Linked DNA regions of Sus scrofa: region 2 is linked to region 1. Evidence: chromatin contacts called from public Hi-C data. All regions are on one chromosome and are shown on one strand. The core of a region is the stretch at or near the end of the contact, and the rest is flanking DNA. Distances in the headings are between cores, read along the strand shown.

The links. Hi-C and Micro-C count contacts between places; a contact is called where the count stands out from the background.
Region 2: a Hi-C map of skeletal muscle shows a contact between it and region 1, with 4 times the contacts expected there. The contact joins the enhancer-like site here to the promoter of ADAMTS15 in region 1. A contact is called at or near these places in 7 of 47 Hi-C or Micro-C datasets (heart right ventricle, liver, mesenteric adipose tissue and 3 more) and 1 of 2 datasets of contacts at active chromatin or transcription factors (skeletal muscle).

Annotation. Positions count from the first base shown.
Region 1 is chr9:57,125,483-57,131,284 of Sscrofa11.1, reverse strand. ADAMTS15 (A disintegrin and metalloproteinase with thrombospondin motifs 15) reads right to left here and starts at 3,758. Exons shown (of 8, transcript XM_003130081.4): 1 at 2,474-3,758. The coding sequence starts at 3,430.
Region 2 is chr9:57,382,763-57,388,821 of Sscrofa11.1, reverse strand. No RefSeq gene overlaps it. Among named protein-coding and RNA genes, the nearest start is that of SNX19, 170 kb to the left of the region's middle. Within about 2 kb of position 3,446, at least 28 of the 83 cell types and tissues checked have an H3K27ac peak or open chromatin away from gene starts, as enhancers often do. A contact at or near this core is called in liver, mesenteric adipose tissue, omental adipose tissue and 1 more, where this site is marked.

The DNA.
Region 1 (5,802 bases), core at 2,509-5,008:
CAGACCTCAGTCAGAAAAAGGCACTCATCATGGTTCCCATTTCTCTGCGGGAAGCAAGAAACAGGTGACTCTAAAGGTGTCCATCAGTTCAAGGTCCTTTAGAAACAAAAGGTAATTTACAACATAAGCCTATTTCTAAAAACATCGAATCCAAACAAATTTTATATGTATATTTTTTTCTAATTTTGGCTTGAAAAAGCACTACTTGCACCATTATTATACTAGATAAGGCCTAAGCAGAGCCCACACATCTGACTTAATGGGTTACTCTGACCTTGCAAAGTAAGACAAAAGTCCCTCTCGTGTTGGAGCATTGAGGAGGCTCCTTTCCCAGGTTCCCGGAGACTCCACAGGGGCCACGTCTGGAAAGAGCAGCTGCACGCTGGTGTTCTCATCTTGTACTGTACCTTCTCCAGGGGGTTTAGGAATGAGCTATTCCTAAGACTCTGAGAATGCAGCAGGCCCTGAAGTCTGTGCTGGCAAGGAGTTGGGGGGAGAGATGTTTGTTCTACAGCATAAAGCACATACCTGGGTCATGGGCCTGCCAAGCGGCCTCCCCATTCTCTGGCTTTGCCCTCTCAACGCCTAAGGGAAAGACAGCTTCTGAGAGCCACATTATGCCCACCAACCACCGCTTCCGACCCAAGTGGTCATACATCTGGTACCCACAGTGCATGGTCAAGATAGCCCCCTGGGGGCCCAGCACATTCCACCGACAAACAGAAGCTGTCACGCTGTTTGATGGCTTCTTCAAAAGGCAGATCCTTCTGATGGCGTCATCCATATTCCCAGCAGGACTCCTCTTCCTAGGGCTGGTTCCAAAAGTCAGCCTTGCCCCTAGGCATCAGAGACTGGGTTTTGTTACCTCAGACCAGGGAGTGACCCCACAGGCCATCCGAGGTGGCAGATGGGGCAGCAGCTGCTTTGCCCATTAAGAGAGCCTGTTCTCGGCCTTTGCTTTTTTTTCCCAGCCATCTGACTGCCGAGTTGGTCTGTGTGCAGAGGTTGAAGCCACCTCCTTTGTAGCTTCCCCATGACTCAAGCAGTGCTTGTAGGGGCGGGGCAGTGACAGCTCTACAGACCTCAGTTGGAAGAATGAGCATGCACGGAAACGTACTCAGGCCAAAGACCTCCCGAGAGGAGCCAGGTGGTGGGAGGAGAAGGCTGGGAAAGGAGGAAGTTCAGCTCCAGGAAGAGGCCAGCTGTGCCAAATGGGTTAATGTGGAAGACTGCAGCTCCAGCTCCATGTGCACCAGTCCATCTGGATACAGAGGAGGGTCAGGGCGCCACAGGTACCCAAGGATTCAGTGCCATCACCAGAATGCTGTGGTTCTGATGTTAACAAAATAAGAGCTTGGCACAGACCCAAGCCACAGCCCCCAAATCAGAAGAAGCAGGACACACAGATGCCCCTTTTCCTCCCAGCTCCTGTATCTGAGAAATTTCAGAACTCAAAAACACAGCACCCAATCACTCCAAGATCTACGAATCTAAACTTTCAATAGGGCTGTAGCAAAAGGCAGAGCTGCTTTTCTGATCTGTCTTTTTAATCCCAAGACTCAACATCTTTCCAGCCCTGCAGCTGGGATCTGCAGATGCTCTCCCCTGAACTCACTCCACTTCCATGCCGCCAGGGGCAGAATCTGGAGGCCTGCGGTCAAGTGCAGTCACAGGAGGTTTCAGCAAGTCTAAGTCGGGAGCAGCCCTGCCTGCTCTGCCACCAGGTAGTATACATCACCCTCGGCCAACAGGGATATGGGAAGATTGAAAGAGATGTTTTCAACTCAACTCCAAGGGAAGCTCTACTTGAAACTCCAAGCTTCAAACAGGTACACTAACATAGCGTGCCTGCTCTGAATGGACCAGAAGCCCCTCAAAGAGGAGACAAGCCCAGCACAGAGGGGTGTAGGAGAAGCGTCAAGGAAGAAGGGGATGCTCCCTGTACTGAGTGTGTCCTTTCACTGCAACCCACGAAAAATCCCAGATGAGTCCCACTATCCCAATTCGGGTTTCCCAGCACAGGACAGGGCCAGGATAACAACTGTTACTCATGAGAAAAGAAGCAGGCACTGAACTTCCAGTTTCATAAGCAGAAAAAGGAAGCCTCCGAAGAAGGTATCCGAAAAGACTTAGACGCCCCTCGCAGTAGGGGCGGACCTCTCCAACACCATCCTCAGAGCGCCTCCTATTTGTCTTGGAGACAAACTGCGGCTCCGGGGCGGCAACTTCCTGGGTTCCTGCCCCTCCGCGCCTGATCCTGGAGGCGTTCATTGGCCGGGCCGGGCCAACACCTTCCGAAGGAGCAGGCGTTCCTCTGCCCGCCCACGTGCATCCGGAAGATCCAAAGTGGCAGTCGGAAGAGATCAACGAAATTTAAACATTGCGCGGCACAAAGGGCATTTGGAGAGCTAAGGGCGGTGACCCCAATAGAATGGGGGCTATCTGGGTCCAAAGAGGTGACAGATCAACTCACCTGCCTGGTGAAGAGGATGGCGGTGTCCCAGTACTCAGGATGCTTGTCACTCACTTTGTTCAGCTTCTTCTGCCACGCGCAGAAGTTGCGCAGCGTCAAGGCCGCGTTGCCCGTGACCTTGGGCCCTGTGTCGCGGTCTCCAAGAAGCAGCACCTTGACCACGACGATGTTGATGGGGTTGAGGATGCTGGGATGGCGGTAGAGTCGCGCCGCCGTGGCCAACAGCGTCAGCAGATAATGCTCCAAGTCCGCGCCGTGGAACTTGACCATGGACTCGTCTGCCACCACCAGCGTCTCCACGTATCGCGGGATAGACACGAAGCGCTTGGCGCGCCCGGACCTGCGCCGGCTGCGATCTTCCCCTAAGCCTATCCGCGGAGGCTTGTAAGCGTCCAGGGCCCGCAGAATGGCGGGGTTCCAGCCTGAGGCCACCCCACAGCGAGAGGTAGGATCTCCAGGAGGCCCGCCGGGGGCGGCCCGGCGCTGGAGGAGGTGTGCGCCCTGACTGTTGCGCTGCGCCGTCGGCGCGCTGGCATTGGGCAACGGGCTAATGACATACTCAGCGCCTCGGTATCCGAAGGCTCCGCGTATCCCCCCGCACAGGCTCACAGCAGCAAAAGAGTCTGGCTCCGCGTTCACGTCTCCAGAGTAGAAACAACGTCGCAAGTCCGGGGAGCTCTCGATGAGTCCCTGGAGGGGGACGCCCAGATGCTCTGTGGCGAAAGCGGGTGCCAGGAACTGAGCATCTGGCGTCAGGTGTAGGTAGAAATCCTCCTGAAATGCTGTGATCTGAAAAATGAGTCCCTGATCCTCTGAGTCCTCGGGACCCCGCCGGTAATAGCGGCGGCCGTTGATATCCGGGTCCAGTCGGATGGGGACCACCACCTCCCGCTCTGGCTCTGAGCCGCCAGCCGGTGCCCCGGCGAGAGCCAGCGTTAAGATGCCCAGCAGAAGCATGGCGCCGGGCAGCGCAGAGCCGCGCTCTCGGAAGGGCTCGACTCGGCTCCCCGGCAGCCGGCACCGTCTTCCTGAAGCCCGCACGCCAGAACCACCGACTCCCGGGGCCGCCCGCAGCTCCCAGAAAGGAGAGCCCAGGGAGGGAGGATCCTCCCAGGGCAGTGAGCGCGCACCGGGCTGCCCGCGCCGCCTACCTGTGCCTTTCCAGGCAAAGCGCGCCCTGGGAGCTTAAGTACAATCGCTGTCAAGTGCAAAGACGAAGATTTGCAGCCGAGAACTAGAGGGAGGTGCCGGGCCGCTTCTCCGAACCGCAGCCACTCGCAGCGCCGCAAACCAGGCGCGGCGAGCCTATTAAAGGCCCCCTCCTCTTTGGACTGCCCAGTCAGCGCCCTCCCTCTCTCCCCTCCCAGCCTCCCAAAGCTTGCAGCCTCCTGGGGCCACCGAAGAACTCGGTCCCGCCTCCAGAGCTGAGAGCCACTTGGCGGGGAGGGAGTGGCGTTGAACTGAGGCGGGAGGCGTGGGCTGGCCGGAGAAACTAGCTCTGGAGTCTGGATTCACGTTGTGCTTTCAAGCTATGCCTCCTCCGCACCTCCCCTCCGCCCCATGCCCCACACATCAGCCGGGACCCACATCTGGCCGCTCCCTGGGCCTCAGCCTTTAGCTCAAGGCAGTAGGGCTCAGAAGTTGGAAATGAAGACTGCCATTGAACCCCCTTATCCCTTCTATTACAATATCCCTGCTCTTTCCTCATCGCAGTGTCCCCTAAAAGTCCCAGAACCAAGGACTCCCTGTAAATGTGCTCCTGCTGCCAGAAGGGCACATTGCTGGGCACATGGAGAGACCTTCTGGAAGGTACGGCTGCCCAGACCCACAGTCCGCCCTGGGGGCAAGGGTGTGCTGGATGGGCTGGTGCAAATGGTTAATTTTCAAGAACTTTGCCTGTCAGCTATTAAACACAGTCATTATTAAAATTTTTAATTATATGGATGTATAGTTATAACCTATGCTTAGTAATAAACTCCATCACTTCCTAATTATTTGAGCATAATTACCTGAGCTCTTACACCTTGGGAACCACTAGCCCTCCAGGACAGCGGCCAGCACCAGGAAGGAGAGCAGAGGTGCGGGAGTGGATGGTAGGATTGAGTGTGTGGCCTTCCCCATCTCCCAGGGCAGGGGCGGCAGGACAGGAGCTTGGAACAGGTCCTGTGGGAATGTTTATACCACTGACATGGGCAAACAGTGCCACTCAGGGCTTGGGGGGGGGACTGTGTCCAGCACTGACCATCAGTGCCTGGGGTGCTGTGGGGAAAGAGATGGTCTTCCCACCAGGGAGGGGCCGAAGCACTGTGGACAGTAAAAAAGTAATCATCCAGAAAAAATCCTTCCTCCCTGACATTCTTTCATTTGACCCTTGACCAAGTATATGGAGGACACTGGGGTGGGAGGCTGGGTGTGCATAGGTGGGACGAGACCATCAGGCCAAGGGTTCCCATTTCATCTGAGGGGGTCTGAAGAGCCCTGTTCCAGGCTCTGGACCTTGAGGTCCTCCCTAGCTCTCCATAAAAATCACCTTCTTGGAGTTCCCGTTGTGGCTCAGTGGTTAGCGAATCTGTCTAGGAACCATGAGGTTGCTGGTTCGATCCCTGGCCTTGCTCAGTGGGTTAAGCATCCGGCATTGCAGTGAGCTGTGGTGTAGGCTGCAGACGCGGCTCGGATCCCGCGTTGCCATGGTTCTGGCGTAGGCTGGCGGTACAGCTCCGATTGGACCTCTAGCCTGGGAATCTCCATGTGCCATGGGAGCAGCCCAAGAAATGGCAAAAAGACAAAAAAAATCACCTTCTTTCTTCTGACAAGGAAGAAGGCAAGTAAAGGGAGAAAGGCATTCCTGGTCTCTCCTGATACCTGGAAAATCTTTGCAGAACCAAAGTGCTCTGGGTTGAGTTGGCAAGAGGAGGGGCCAGGAGGGGAGAGAATGGGATGATTTGAAGCCTAAGAAGGGGGTAGTGGAAGAAGTTTGGAATTTGCTTAAGAAAGTGGCTGCTCCAGTCAACAATGCTGTTGTTGAAGGGAAGAGAAAGCTGGGGCTGATCCATCTCATCTCGAGAGCACATTCTGCCCATTATCCTCTCCCCATGAAGGATCCTATCTGGGAGAGCCCCCGGGGGCCTTGGAACAGGAAGAGTGCCCAGATGCCCGCGGCTCTCCTGGGGCCCCTCTTCAACTGAGAGGCATGGGGCTGAAATTCATTATGTGAATGAGTAAGAAATGGTGTTTATGCTCTAAATGAAAGGGGAAGTGTGCATATGGAGGGCTGTGAGAGAGAGCATTCACGTTTACAAAGGCTTTCTGTGTTTGAGTGTTTAAAGAGG
Region 2 (6,059 bases), core at 2,197-4,696, 260 kb before region 1:
ATAAGAAAACCTAGGTGATAACTTCACTGACATCAATCTTTGTGATTAATAAGTATCTTTTCATTTATCTGTTGGTGGATCTAACTCCAAAGGCAAGGGAAACAAAAACAAAAATAAACAAATGGGAGTTCCCGTCGTGGTGCAGTGGTTAACGAATCCGACTAGGAACCATGAGGTTGCGGGTTCGATCCCTGCCCTTGCTCAGTGGGTTAACGATCCGGCGTTGCCGTGAGCTGTGGTGTAGGTTGCAGACACGGCTCGGATCCCATGTTGCTGTGGCTCTGGTGTAGGCCGGTGGCTACAGCTCCGATTCAACCTCTAGCCTGGGATCCTCCATATGCCGCAGGAGCGGCCCAAGAAATAGCAGCAACAACAACAACAACAACAAAAAGACAAAAAAATAAATAAATAAAAAAATAAACAAATGGGACTACATAAAACTAAAAAGTTTCTGCAAAGTGAAGGAATCTTCAAAATGAAAAGGCAACCTACTGAATGGAAAAGACATTTGAAAATCATGTATCCAAAATATATAAATGACACATTCAACTCAATATCAAAAAACCAAACAATCCAATTAAAAAATATGCAGAAGGTCTGAGTAGATATTTTTCCAAAGAGGACCAACAGATACATGAAAAGATGTTCATTAATCACCAGAGAAATGCAAATCAAACCACAATGAGATATCACCTCATTCCTGTTAGAATGGCTATTATTGATAAGACAAGGAATAATAAATGCTGGCAAGGATGTGGAGCAAAGGGGACCCTTACATACTGTTGGAACTGCAAACTGGCACAGCCACTATGGAAAACAGAATGGAGATTCCTCAAAGAATTAAGAATAGAACTACTATATGACCCAGTGATTGCACTTATGGGTATTTATCTAAAGAACATGAAACACAAATTTATCTAAAACATGAGTATTTATCTAAAGAACATGAAAACACAAATTCAAAGATATATCCACCCAATTTTATTATAGCACCACTTACAATAGCCAAGATATGGAAACAATGTAAATGCCCACTGATGAATAAATGGATAAAGATGTGAGATATATGTATGTGTGTGTGTGTGTATACACACACGTACCACAATGGAATACTACTTAGCCATAAAAAAGAATGAAATCCTGCTATTTTTGATAACATGGATGGACTTTGAGTTAAGTGAAATGAATCAGAAGGAAAAAGACAAATACCATATAATTTCACTCATAGGTGGAATCTAAAACAAAACAAAACAAAACCAACCAACAAACAAAATACAACAAAAACAAACTCATAGATACAAAAAACAGATCAGTGGCTACCAGAGGGGAAGGAGGTGGGGGAGGTAGGCAAAATGGGTAAAGAAGGTCAACTGTGTGGTGATGGATGATAACTAAATTTGTGGGGGTAATCGCTCTGTAGTGTATACAGATGTTGAACTGTAACAAATGCCATACACGTGACACTTTTATTATTATTATAAAAGAATTCTCTATCCAGAAACAGTACAACACAAATTCTTTTCCAATGCACATACAACATTTACAAAGAAAGGCCATATTCTGGATCATAAAACAAGTCTCTGTAAATTTAAGGGAATTTAAATCATACAAAGTATGTTCTCTGATCATAACATATTTAAGAATAAAAAACAACACCAGAAATAATTCCAGAAAATCCTCAAACATTTAGAAAATAAATAACACATGAGTCCAAATTTAATCCTAAGAGAGATTAGAAAACAGTTTGAACCAAAACAAAAATGAAAATATATCAAAATATGTGGGATGCAGCCAAAGCAGTACCTAGAGGGACATTTACAACTTTAATGTTTGTATTTGAAAAAGAAAGTTCTCCAATCAATTATCTAAATTTCCACCTTAAGAAACTACTAAAGAATGAGAAAATCCAATACAAAGCTCATATGAAACTTTTACCTCATAACTCTAGTAAAAAATTAGTATTCTTTGTTCATTTTCATCTGATTACCTTAAATTGTTCCTTTCTGTTACTTTTCTTCATAGCTATAGATTTTTGTTATAAATAACAGCCTTGTTGAAGAAAGCGTGTAATTATATAAAAGGGCATATGTGAAGAGTTTCTGACTTTTATGGTACAAATTGTATCAATAAATGACTGTATATGGAGCCCTTACCATCTGCCAACCCTTACACACGTGTTGTTTCATTTAACACCTAGGCGACAGTGGATGCCTAGGGGATTTTGAACGCTTAATTTATGATCACCAGAAGCTGCCATTTAAACATCCACCTCCCGCAGAATTGTTGGATTTGGTGTATTTTCTCTGTTCTGTGTGAATATTTGATTTCGTCACACAAATACCCATCCTGAAAGAGTCCCTCATAACTCTTCGGTTGTACGAGATCAACTTGCTTTAGTGAATTAGGCGATCAAGCAGAATTGGTTTAGGAAATAGCCAGCACATTTAGAGGAGAGGTAACATACAGAGCAAAGATTTTGTCAGTCTGTTCCTCAGACTCAGCCCCTACCTGATATCACAACAGTGAGAAGAGGGAAGATGAAAGTATGCAATACAGAGGCAAGAGATGATGGCCCCTATGGTCAGAAGCCCCCATTTCTTCCTCACTGTCCCAAGGTGTGCACACTCACTTATGATCCCCTGTAGAACTTTCTGTCTGCAAAATGCCAGCTTCTCTGCCTTGGGTTCTGTGTGGGGCACCACAGCCTGGTTTCACTAGTTACCTCCTAGAGACCAGGTAGGATGCTCACCCAAGATTAACATACATCACAGATGAACCTAAAGGAATTATTCACTTACTGATGAACTGATCAGAAGATGTCACTACAGCTGGGGATCTTTCCCTGAATTAAAACTAGGCTTCGAGAATTATTTTTTCAAAGTCCACTTTGAATTATGGGGCTGTAATTTCATCCTGAAGGCTCTTTGTGGGTCATGCTTCACTTCTTGTGGTTTATGACTTCAACACAGGCCCTCGATGGAATTACAGCCCAACAGGCACAGAGACTGCTATTTATCATCTGTTTATTTTACAACCAAGCATCTAGTATATTTTGGTTTTATGCTGCTGGAGAACACAAGCAGGGAGGACAGGGTGGAGGAAGAGGAGGAGGAGGAGGAGGAGGAGATAAAATAGTTGAACCAAAGCTACAGCCACATCCACCCAACTCTAAACTTGAGATAAAAACCGTAAGTCAGACCATGGTCCAGACATGTTATCTCCACGTTCAAAAACACCTGGAAGTCTCCTCTACTTGTTACTGTGAAAACAGCCAAATAGCTGTTTTGTATCTCTCCTTGGTGAAGTGCGACTGCAGCAGAGCTCAGAGGGCGGACCTGGGGGTGGCCAGGGCGCCTCCTCCCTGCTTTCGTGTTCTCTGGGCCAGCAACGCGCTTGCAGGCTGGAGGCTGCAAGCAGCTGGGTCAGAGATCAGGCAGGGTCACCACGTGCTCAGGCCTTGGGTTTGGCTGCTGGTCCCTGCTGTGTGCTGGGCGGGCCGCCCCTCGATGGCTCAGTGCCGTCACCGGCCTCTGCAGCACAGTTGGCCCTGGGCCTTTGCAAACATTCTAATTTGATGCATAATTAATATAACAGTGATTCAAGGCAGAGAGGCTTCTGGGACTAATTAGTGACCTGAATCTCCATGGTAGCCTGCATTCCATCCTTATCAGTGCCGGGAAGAACTGCACTCTTAGAAATAATGTCTCCCACTTACTACTGCGCCACAGCCAAGAGGCAAAGATCATCTTTCCCTGCAGTGCTCGAAAATTCCATCAGTGTGTAATCACCTCCCACGGGGCTTGAACTTCCCCTGGAAGAGTCTCACTGAATTAGTCTCTCATGAACTTTTAGGTTTCCATATGGGCCTGGGGAGCTCTCAGTGCAGGTGAAGAAATAAAGACAGTCAGCGAGGGCTCAGAATGGACAGCATTGTTCTGGGGTTTGGAGCTGGTCTGAAAGAGCACAAAGCCTCAGCTCTCTTCCCAAAGGCCTTGCAGTACGATAATTAAAGCCACAGTGAGGAGAATGAATGGTCTGTGCACTCTCGTGCCTAATAGGGTCCCCCCTTTGTGCACGCATGGCTCCAAACGTCCCAGCCACACACAGAGGACCTGCTCAGAGTCGGAGAGGAGTGGGTTTATCCCAGGAAAAGAGGCGGCATTGCCTCCCGTCCAGCTTCCTAGAGCTGTCACCATCAAAATCCACTGTGATTTCACCTCATTTGCTCCAGCCCCCCATGACACAGACTAGATTCAGCAAACCGTGGACATGGATGGTGGGCCAAAAGTGACCTGACCATTCCTTTGGTTCACATAGGTGTGGTCCACGGCTGCTTTCACGCAACAATGGCAAGACTTTAATAGCTGCAGCAAAGACCGCATGACTCCCAAATCCTAATATATTTACTCTCCGGCCCTCTGCAGAAAAGGTTTGCTGACCTCTGCTCTAGATCATCAAAAACCACCCAGCCAGTGTTCCTGTCATGGCTCGGTGGTAACAAACCAGACTAGTATCCATGAGGACGTGGGTTTGATCCCTGGCTTTGCTCAGTGGGTTAAGGATCTGGCATTGCCTTGAGTTGTGGTGTAGGTCACAGACTTGGCTCGGATCTGGTGTTGCTGTGGCTGTGGTGTAGGCCAGCAGCTGTGGCTTCAATTCAGTGCCAAGCCTGGGAACTTCCATATGTCACAGATGCAGCCCTAAAAAGGAAAGGGAAAAAAAAATATGTGTTTATATATATATATATATATATATATATATATGTGTTTATATATATATATATATATATATATATATATGTGTTTATATATATATATATAAATATATATATATAAATATATATATATATATTTATATTAATATATATATATATTTATATATATAAATATATATATAAATATATGTATATAAATATAAAATATAAAAATATGTATAAAATATAAAAATATAAAAAATATAAAAATATAAAAATATGTATATAAATATATATATATAAATATATGTGTATATATATATATATAAATATGTGTTTATATATATATATAAATATGTGTTTATATATATATATATAAACCACCCAGCAGATGGTGACCTAGGCTTTAGTCAGCTTTTTTTTAGAATTTCTTTTGGGGGAATGGGCTAGGGACCACACCATGAGCTATCCCTTTAACAACAACCACAACAACCACCAAGTATGATTTCCAGCCTCCTCTCGTGATTGTGCAGTGACCCAGTGCCTATTTATTACCTTCCCATGGAGGAGGCTTATCATTTATTCAATAAACACTTAGGTGCTATTTGCTACATGCCAGACACCACTCTGAGCCCTATAACGAAATGAACGAATGTTATCCTTCTCATCATCCTATCAGCTGGGCATCACCCCCATTTCACAGATGAGGAAACAAAGATGCAGAGAGGTTACGTTGCCCAGGCCGTATAATTAATGAGTAAGTGACAGAGCCGGAATTTGAACCCAGGGAGCTTTGTTCTTCAGTTTGTGTGCTTAACTAGGTCAAAAGTTTCTCTACACAGTATGCCAAGGGAATAAAGGCGACCAGACCTGGTTAGCTATCCACAGCTGGGAAGTCCTCTTAGAGGTTTTAATTTAAAATATGTGACTATTAGAGTTCCTGTTGTGGCTCAGTGGAAACAAATCTGACTAGCATTCATGAGGATGCAAGTTCCATCCCTGGCCTCGCTCAGTGGGTCAAGGATCTGGCATTGCTGTGAGCTGTGGTGTAGGTGGAAAATATGACTGGGAGCTCATGTTGCTGTGGCTGTGGTGTAGGCTGGCAGCTGCAGCTCCGATTTGACCCCTATCCTGGGATCCTCCATATGCCATGGGTGCAGCGCTTAAAGAAAAACTAAAAAATAAAAAAAGTAAAATATTTCACTGCATTTATCCTTGGCTTCTGGTGCCCTCCAGCACACGAACACTGCCTGTACCCCTTGGATATGGCACTCCCTCTGTGAGGGGCATAGGCTTAGTTTATTTTTACCTTAGACACACCTGCGCTGTACCTGATTTTGCCACTATAGCACTCATTTATTTGATC